Linked DNA regions of Mus musculus: regions 1 and 3 are each linked to region 2. A link is a contact called in public Hi-C data. All regions are on one chromosome and are shown on one strand. Each heading gives the region's core, a stretch centred on a gene start, on an enhancer-like site or on the middle of the called end of the contact. The rest is flanking DNA. Distances are from core to core; before and after follow the strand shown.

What was found. A called contact is a pair of places that touch in the nucleus more often than the background predicts.
Region 1: a contact with region 2 is called in a Hi-C map of bone marrow-derived macrophages, with 2.6 times the contacts expected there. The contact joins two enhancer-like sites. A contact is called at or near these places in 8 of 39 promoter capture datasets (the 3T3-L1 cell line, 3T3-L1-derived adipocytes, embryonic stem cells and 4 more), 2 of 484 Hi-C or Micro-C datasets (the N1E-115 cell line and bone marrow-derived macrophages) and 3 of 115 datasets of contacts at active chromatin or transcription factors (VIP interneurons and bone marrow-derived macrophages).
Region 3: a Hi-C map of bone marrow-derived macrophages shows a contact between it and region 2, with 47 read pairs. The contact joins two enhancer-like sites. A contact is called at or near these places in 4 of 39 promoter capture datasets (the C10 cell line, hippocampal neurons, liver and 1 more), 1 of 15 datasets of contacts at CTCF or cohesin (CD8 T cells), 6 of 484 Hi-C or Micro-C datasets (the C3H10T1/2 cell line, CD8 T cells, bone marrow-derived macrophages and 2 more), 2 of 115 datasets of contacts at active chromatin or transcription factors (both in microglia) and 3 of 9 other capture datasets (adipose tissue, embryonic stem cells and liver).

The regions. Positions count from the first base shown.
Region 1 is chr4:119,737,335-119,740,034 of GRCm38.p6, reverse strand. It overlaps a transcript of Hivep3 not described here. Among named protein-coding and RNA genes, the nearest start is that of Gm35957, 15 kb to the right of the region's middle. Within about 2 kb of position 1,439, at least 87 of the 459 cell types and tissues checked have an H3K27ac peak or open chromatin away from gene starts, as enhancers often do. A contact at or near this core is called in bone marrow-derived macrophages, where this site is marked.
Region 2 is chr4:119,910,426-119,913,125 of GRCm38.p6, reverse strand. All of the region lies in intron 1 of Hivep3 (human immunodeficiency virus type I enhancer binding protein 3), which reads right to left. Among named protein-coding and RNA genes, the nearest start is that of Hivep3, 97 kb to the right of the region's middle. Within about 2 kb of position 1,280, at least 25 of the 459 cell types and tissues checked have an H3K27ac peak or open chromatin away from gene starts, as enhancers often do. A contact at or near this core is called in bone marrow-derived macrophages and microglia, where this site is marked.
Region 3 is chr4:120,086,632-120,089,331 of GRCm38.p6, reverse strand. The region is part of intron 3 of Hivep3 (human immunodeficiency virus type I enhancer binding protein 3); the gene reads right to left. Among named protein-coding and RNA genes, the nearest start is that of Gm36215, 13 kb to the right of the region's middle. Within about 2 kb of position 1,396, at least 5 of the 459 cell types and tissues checked have an H3K27ac peak or open chromatin away from gene starts, as enhancers often do. A contact at or near this core is called in bone marrow-derived macrophages and microglia, where this site is marked.

The sequences.
Region 1 (2,700 bases), core at 190-2,689, 170 kb after region 2:
GGTCCTTCAGGCTAGGGAGAATCTGCCGGGGAAAGCAAGCAAGCAAGCAAGCAAGCTCGAATGGAAAGTAAACGGCAGAGCTGGCTGTCACTGTGTGGGGTAGGCTACTGACGCTGGGAAAGGAGGCCTTCCTCTGCTGCCAGATGCAGGGACAGAGGACAAAGGGCCTCTCAGACTAACAAGTGCCTGCCTCTCCAGCTTATGCTTTTAGAGAGGAGCCACTCCACAAGAAGCCACCAGACGAGAGCCAGAGTCGACCCTGAACACTCGGCACTCACCACCCCTGCACACCTGGGGTGAAGCAGGAAGGAGATGAGGTAGCTATGCTGTTTCCAGAAACACAAGCCTCTGTGCCTAGATCCTTATGTGGGATTCTGCCAGGAGAGCATTCCAGGTGTGCTCCTCCATCCAGGCTCCTCCATCTCATTCAAAAGAAACAAACTGTCTCTGAAGGCTTGTGCTCACTCACCTAGAAGAGCTAAGCTCCACCCCTCACTCCATGCCTGATATACCTAACCTACTCCTTTTACAGGCAGCCCTCGTGGCTCCTCTAATTGTGGTGTGTCCATCATCGGTTTTCCTCTAGGGAGACTGAAGCATCCAAAACCACTTATCTCCTTGACTGCCCAAGCAGGAAACCAGCAGCTTTTTACTCTATGTCCACACTTAAGAGAAAGGAGGGTTAGATAGTCTAGGGACATAGCTCAGTGGGAGAGCTTGTCTAGTATGTGCAAGGCTCTTGGTTTGATTCCCAACACTAGGAAAAGGGGACAGTCAGGGATGGAATACAGATCCCAATTAGTTTGCAGGTGACAGTCACTGAAGATGGGCAGTATACAGATAAGACTCTTACTATTTTCTTTATTTTTATTTATGCTTCAAATTTCCTGTAGTTAAAAGAGAATGTTAAAGAGACATGGGGAGAAGATGCAACCTGAAAATGCTGTTGGCTGTCTTCTTGGGACGATTTGGAATGTACACAGGCCTTCAGACCCATGGCCTTCTAGAAGGTCACAATGCTGGAGCAAAGGCTGTGTCTTCTCAGCACCACATTCAATGTCCTCAACAAGACAACCTTTGAAAACGTCCCTAGAACTTTACAAAAGCATTCTGGTAGGGCCCGGCTGCCCTGCTCAGCATATAAACCTTCTGCCTCTACAAATCATCACCCCTTCAGCTTCCTGCCACTACGAGGGCCTCCACTTCCTGTTCCAAACTACTGAGTTGAGCAATCGAGCTTTTGAGAGAGCTCCCAGTGGCAGAGAGTAGTTCAGCTTAACTGGGTCTCCTTCTGGATGTCAGATATGATACTCCAAAGAGAAAGTTTTGCTTTCTCTGTTTCTCCCCCTTCTTCTTCCCTGACCCTCAACTTGCTCTTGATAAGAATCTGCATAATCATCTATCATGACAAGTTTCCCACCTTGACGACTGTGACACGTTGGGCTGCACAGTTCTCTGTGGCAGAAAAGACATGATGCTGTGTGTCCTAGAACAAATAGTCAACAGCATCTCTTGTCTCTACCCACCAACTGCTAGGAAGTACATAGGCCAACCCTAGCTACAACAACCAGCCACGTCTCCAGGTAGCGCCAAATGGGTCAGGGGATTAAAAAAAAAAAACAAAACAGAAGTTATTGAGAAACACCAGCCTAAAAGATATTGAAAAATCAAGACCAAAGTCTTTGTGCAGAGAGAGGGGGAGGGAGGGAGGGGAAGAGGGAGAAAGAGGAAAAGGGGAGAGGGAGGGAGGGAGAGAGAAAGAGAGAGAGAGAGATTTATACAGTTTGTTCCCGTTCAATTACACAATATAATTCCACCTATGAATTTATAAATATGAATATTTAAGAAATGCTGCATTCTAAGCCAGAAATATGTAAAGTACCAAGAGAAGAGTGAACTCAGCATTCCCAACCATATCCTCTCTGTCTTTGTGGTTTCCTGTGCAAATCTCATTTGCTTCCCCCACATTATCCTGTTTTCCAGTCAGTGTGGTCATTCAAACATCTCACCCAGCCTCTCACAGCAGCACACAGTTTGAGTTTCAGCAGAAAAGAAAAGCGCCGGGGTGGGCAACTTCCCCAGCACCCACAGGATGCACATGGGCTCTCCAGCACTGGTTTAACAGGGTCACCAGAGAACAGAGTTCCTACAAGAACATTCTCCAACCAAATCACAGAAAAAGAAATACCAACGTGTTCTAATGGTTCCACTTCAAAACAGTCAGACTTACACCCCTTCTCTGGGCAACAACATCAAAATAATCGCCCTTTACACCCCCAACTCTTCGTGCCTAGAGTGCCTGTGTCTTCCATCAGTAAGTGGGGAAGTGAGGCTGCTGCTCTGGATCGGGGCCTCCCCTCTGCGACCTCCACACTTCAGAGGCTAGAATGGCTAGAATAATGAGTGTTGACTTAGCCAAGAATTACAACAGCCTGCACTGAAGGAGTTTCCCACTCGAGCTAAATGCTACCCTCCCTTCTTGTGAAGAAGGAAGATCTGTTTCCTATAGAGGCTTCTCATTAGCCCCATTCCATCCAGTAGCTTTGGGGATACACACACAAAATGGTTTCTTGAACTTGAACAATTCTGTCAGTGGCTCTGGTGAGTGTTTGTCCTGTTATAGGAAGGCAGTTGCTGTTTATATGGCTTGTCATCTGGGGTCTATTTCTTCCAGGATCCATCCTATGTCACCACCTGTCT
Region 2 (2,700 bases), core at 31-2,530:
CTGAGTCTTAAGAATGCTGCTAGAGTAGTGGATCTCAACCTGTGGGTCATGAACCTTTCCAGCCACTTATCGGCTATCCCACATAGCCAACGTTCACGTTACAGCTCATAAAAGTAGCAAAACTATACTTATGAAATAGCAACAAAATAATGTTATGGCCACTAGTCACCAGGACATGAGGAACGTATGAAGAGGTCCCAGCATTAGGAAGGTTGAGAACCACTGCTCTAGAGAGTGGCTGCAGAAACTCTAGCAAGAAGCTTGTATAGTGTGAGCATCAGCCATTGAGGAATATGCAATGAAACATCTCAGCTATCCATACTATAATGTGCTTGGAGCCCAGATGCAGGCTGAAACCACCCTAAGCTACCAAGGACATGAGAGAGCCAGCCCACAAGGACACCAATACTTCTAGAAGGTTTCTTTTTTGTTTTAATCTCAAAAGACAAAGAAAAGAGTTTAGAGACTCTGGTGTGGGTATGTCAGAGGGTAGAACAGGGGTGAGAGGCTGGGGGGGGGGCAGGTAAGGAGTTGGGAAATGCAGAAGAGACATCATGACCTAGACACCCCTTTGGGACCTGACCCTCTGGCTGCTCTGGGAGAAAGTGTCTATGAACTTAAGCCCTCCCTGCTCCTGGCTGGAGAGCTGGGTCACCTCCCTGTGAGTCACTCTGTCCTCTGACACAGGGCCACCACTTCCCTGGTCATTTAGGAAGTACCCAAGCAGCTTGGGAAAGCAGTAGCTAGAGACCACAAGTTCGTTCCCTTTCCACCCCTGCCGCCTCCCAAGCTCTTCTGTCCACTGCAACTTCACTCAAAATGAGGTGGGGGCAGGGAGGGAGAAGGAGGCTGTGGTCCAGGGCTCTACACTGAATCCATGGTCCTTGAGCCTCAGGCTCCTTATCAGTGAGAATGATCAATGATAATTTAAGAAAAAGTGGGTTGTAAAATTGTAAAAATTGACAGTCATTTAGAAAGTGCCAATTAGCGGGAGGTTTCTGACTTTCCTCTCTGACATCCTTCCAGACACCGATGGATCTCCTCTAAGGCCCAGCCTCGTGCTTTGCCTGGCCTTCCATTATGAAATATCCCTCTTTATGATGTGCAGCTAGTCTCTCAGGAATGGCAAGGGATCGAGGGCACCACGAGAAGGAGTACAACAGCCCGCACCATGCTCGCTGCCCACCTCGTGTGCCAGCCAGCGGGTGCCCAGACTGTGTGGATCCTGGCTCCCCTCTGGTCTTAGCGCAGAACAGAACTGACCCCAGGCAGAGATGTTGAGTCCACCTCCTTTTGGGCCAGGCCAGAGCTAGGGCAGACCCAGACGGTGACAACACCCGTTTTATAACAAACAGGAAACCAGTTCACCAACCTCAAAAATAGAACAGACAAAGCCCCCAAAATAGGAGGCTGGAGCGTGGGGCAGCTCAGGTTTCTCCACTTGCTTCCTGATGGGTCGCAGAGCATGTGTTGTTGTTTTCAATTTCGTGAGAAAAATGCCTGGGAGTGCCCTTATAGAGGTGACTTTGCGGAGTATGTGGGCTGAGACCAGGAGGTAGGCTACCCAATCAGGCTTCTTGACCTGCCCGGGTTCCACCTCCTCAGGCACTGGTCCAGCTACTGACAGTTCCAACCACAAGGGCCACAGAAGCCCTGACCCCTGTCTTGTCCCTGGCATGTAAATAGAGTGAGTCTCTCATATCCAGCATTATGTCTCCCTGTGGCCCCTTACCTGTGCAAAGTCATCTACCCTCAAACTGTTTTCACAAGTCCCCAGAGACCCACTGGGTCATGCCATCTAAGGACCACGCTGACAAGAGACAGCAGGCATGCCCTCCACTGGACCTTGACAAAGACATGGAGCCCGGCCCATGCTGTTTCCTTGGCCAAGAACACTCTTCTTTGGCAGCATTCCCTTAGAAGCATTCTTCCTGGAAGGCCATGATTACCTCAGCGATACCCTTCAGCACGGTGCCTCAGCATCCCCTGCTGTGTGTCAGCTCTCCGCAGCCTCTCAGTCTCTGCATCTAGTACACTTAGACCCCATGGATGAGATGACCGGCAAGTGACCAGCCTCTCCCTCTTGCTGTCATTGCTTAACCCAAATTGACTTATCATCTCTAGCAGGCTTATGTCTCGCCCTGCCCTGCCCCATGATTCTATTGTATTTTCCTTGATTTCCATGTCAACTTCCTTTTCCTTTCATATAGAATGCACCTTCTCACATCTCTATCAGGAATAAGGTAAGAAAAGCATGACCAAGCAAGCCACTCCCACTTAGACTGTACACACCTGACTTCTCCCCAGCCACTCTGCATGGGAAGGCTTCCCTCCCGGAGGTCCTCGAGGCTCTGTCTGCACCTTCCTGGGGAAGCACACAGTTCTGAACCTTATCTGTTTTCTTGCCATCTCCTCAATCATGGAGAAGGCTCTAGGTGAGGACTAATGGCTCATCTCTGCCACCCTCCATACTGGCCACCTCACTTCACCCCCATCTGCTTGGATAGCCATCAAGATGGCCTCAGAACAAGAAAGACATGATGGAGCAGAGCCAGAACACAGCAACATGTAGGATGGAGGCAGAACAGACCCCCCCCCCAGTGTCCAAAACTCATCCTGGACTCATTGTTATGGTCTTTCAGTCTGTGAAACACAGCTCCCACGTAAAAAAAACGGGAAAGGGAGAGAGAAGGAAATTGA
Region 3 (2,700 bases), core at 147-2,646, 180 kb before region 2:
GCTGATGTCTTGCTCCAGTGATGCTGAAAATGAGCCAGCATTGGGGTCGCAGCTCATATCAGCAGGGGCCCAGCAGAGCCCAGATGCTTGGGGCTAATTCATCCACTGGGTTGCCCATTGTTATCCACCTAGTTAGCATGCTGCCCTCCTGCCTTGTCATTTATTTTTATCTGCCTTCCCTAGAAGCATCCAAAGCCATGTCTGGACACCGAGAGAACTCAGTGGGCACTTGTGAACTTAAGCCGACCTACTTATCTTCAATGGGCCAGGAAGTGCTACTGAGGACACCCTGGGGAAGACTAGAACCTGTCAGGAGACCGGGTCAGACTCGTATCTTCTGGCTACTGTGCTCTGCCAGGATCACTGCCTGGAACAGATCTGGATTCTACAGCAGCCTGTATGCTTGTCAGCGCCCAGTAGGTCTCCAGCTGTCTTTTGACCACATTTTGTTTAAGTGACATTGGTACAAAAAGCTGCCTAAGTAGTTAGGGTTCTTCTGTCTACCATGAAGGGACATATATAGGACATGGGACAACAGGGCCAGTGGCAAGATGGCTCAGTGGGTAGGGGTACTTGGTGCCAAGCCAGATCACCTGAGGTCAATTTCTGGAATCTACACGGCAGAAGGAGAGAACCAAGTTTCACAAATTGTCCATGGTACACATGTGCTCACTCATATACACACAGTAGATAGATAATTTTTTAATTAAGGAAAGAACACACTACAACATCACACACACACACACACACACACACACACACACACACACACACACATACACAGGCATACATATACACACAGGCATGTGAGTGGGCGCACAGGCATAGAAGCACACACATCCTATAAGTATACTAGAAGGGCAGATCACTGTTGTTGACTATGCCCACAGTGAACAAGGGCACTGCCTACAGTCTCTCTCTTCATGCCTGTGTGGCAGGTGGACATTACTGTCCTTGCAGTGGCATGCAGTCATGACCACTCTGCAACATGTTTTATTTATCTGCTCCATCTCAAATGTTCCACGGAACTCCTCATACAGGGCCAGTCCAACTGAAAACGGCCTAAGTCAACTCAAATTGGAAACAAGACCTCAACACAAAGCCAAAACTATAAAACCCTTAGAAGAAAACATACAGGAAAAGCCTTGTGATGTTGGAACTAGTAATGATATTTTAAATATAACACAAAGCAAAAAAGTCAAAAAGATTAAACTGGACAGCATTGAGATCAGTGACCCCTACACGTCAATGGTCAAATCAGAAGAGGGTGAAAAGCCTGCAGACTGAGAGGACATAGCTGTAGTTATAGCTCTGACAGAGTAAGTTCCATGCAGTAAAGAATGCCTACGAATCAGCAACAACAAAAGCAAGGACTTCTGCTTTTAAAATGACCACAGGACTCCAGCAGACGTCTCTGAAGTTCTTCAAATAACCAATAAGCACAGGGAAAGATGTCCAGCAGGTCTGATTATTAGAGAAAAGGAACTCAAGCCCAGAATCCAATCCCCTCTCACCCACGTTAGTTAGGATAGCTTCTATCAAGAAAGAAAGGAAGAGTGTGGAAATGGCTCAGCAGGTAAAGCACCCACGTAAATGTCAGGCAGGCTGGCTGTAACCCCAGACCTCAGGAGGTGGAAACGGGAGACCCCCCCCCCCCCAGGACAGGCTGGCGAGACTAGCCCAATATGCAAGCTCTGAGTTCAAATGGGAGATCATGCCTCTCCCTCCCCCCACCCCTAGCTCCGCCTCCCTGGCACTGCAATTACAGGCGCACACCTCCTGTTCTAGCTCTTTATGTGGGAGCTGAAAACCCAAACTGAGGTCCTCATGCCCGTGCAACAATCACATCACCCATCGGGTCATCTCCCGAGCCCCACCCCCACCCCCAAACAGCAATGCTTTTAATAGGATCAGGAAGGAGCTCAACTCAACAGCCAATCTGATTGTGCCATGAAGTTTTTCTCCTGTGTGACGGTGAGATCCAATTCTAGGTTTTACATTTAAGTCCTTAATCCACTTTGAGTTGATTTTTGTAGGTGTGATATAAGGTAAAGCTTCAGTCTCATTTCTCCATATGTGGATATGAATACATCATTGTGTATTCTTGGCAAAAGATGGGTGGCCATAGATGTATGGGTTTATTTTGAGATCTCTATTCTGTTTCACTGGTCTATATGCCTAATACTGTACTGCTTTGATTACTGTATCTTTGTAACATAATTTGCAACCAAGAGGTGCATTGTTTCCAGCTTTCTTATTTTTCTTCAGGATTTAGTTTTTCATAGGGATTTTCATATATATATAAAATTGGGTTTTATCTATTCCTGTAAAGAGCATGTTAGTATGTTTATACACCAAATCTGTAGATTTCTTAGGACAGTATGGAAATTAAACAACATTAATTCTTCTAGTTCATGAACATGAGATGCAAGATGCCTTTACATTTGGGTCTTCAATTTTTCTTAATGAGAATTTTTTTGGTTTTGGTATATAACTCTTTCCTTTCCTTGGTTAAGTTTATTCCTAACTATATTATTGTTTTGTGTACCACTGCAAATGATATTGTTTTCCTACCTTACTTTTAAGATAGATCATTGCCAGTGTATAGACAAGTAACTTATTTCTATGATTTTGTATATTGAGCGCTTACTAAATTTATCATATGTAATAATAATCAGTGCATGATGAGTGCATGCCATT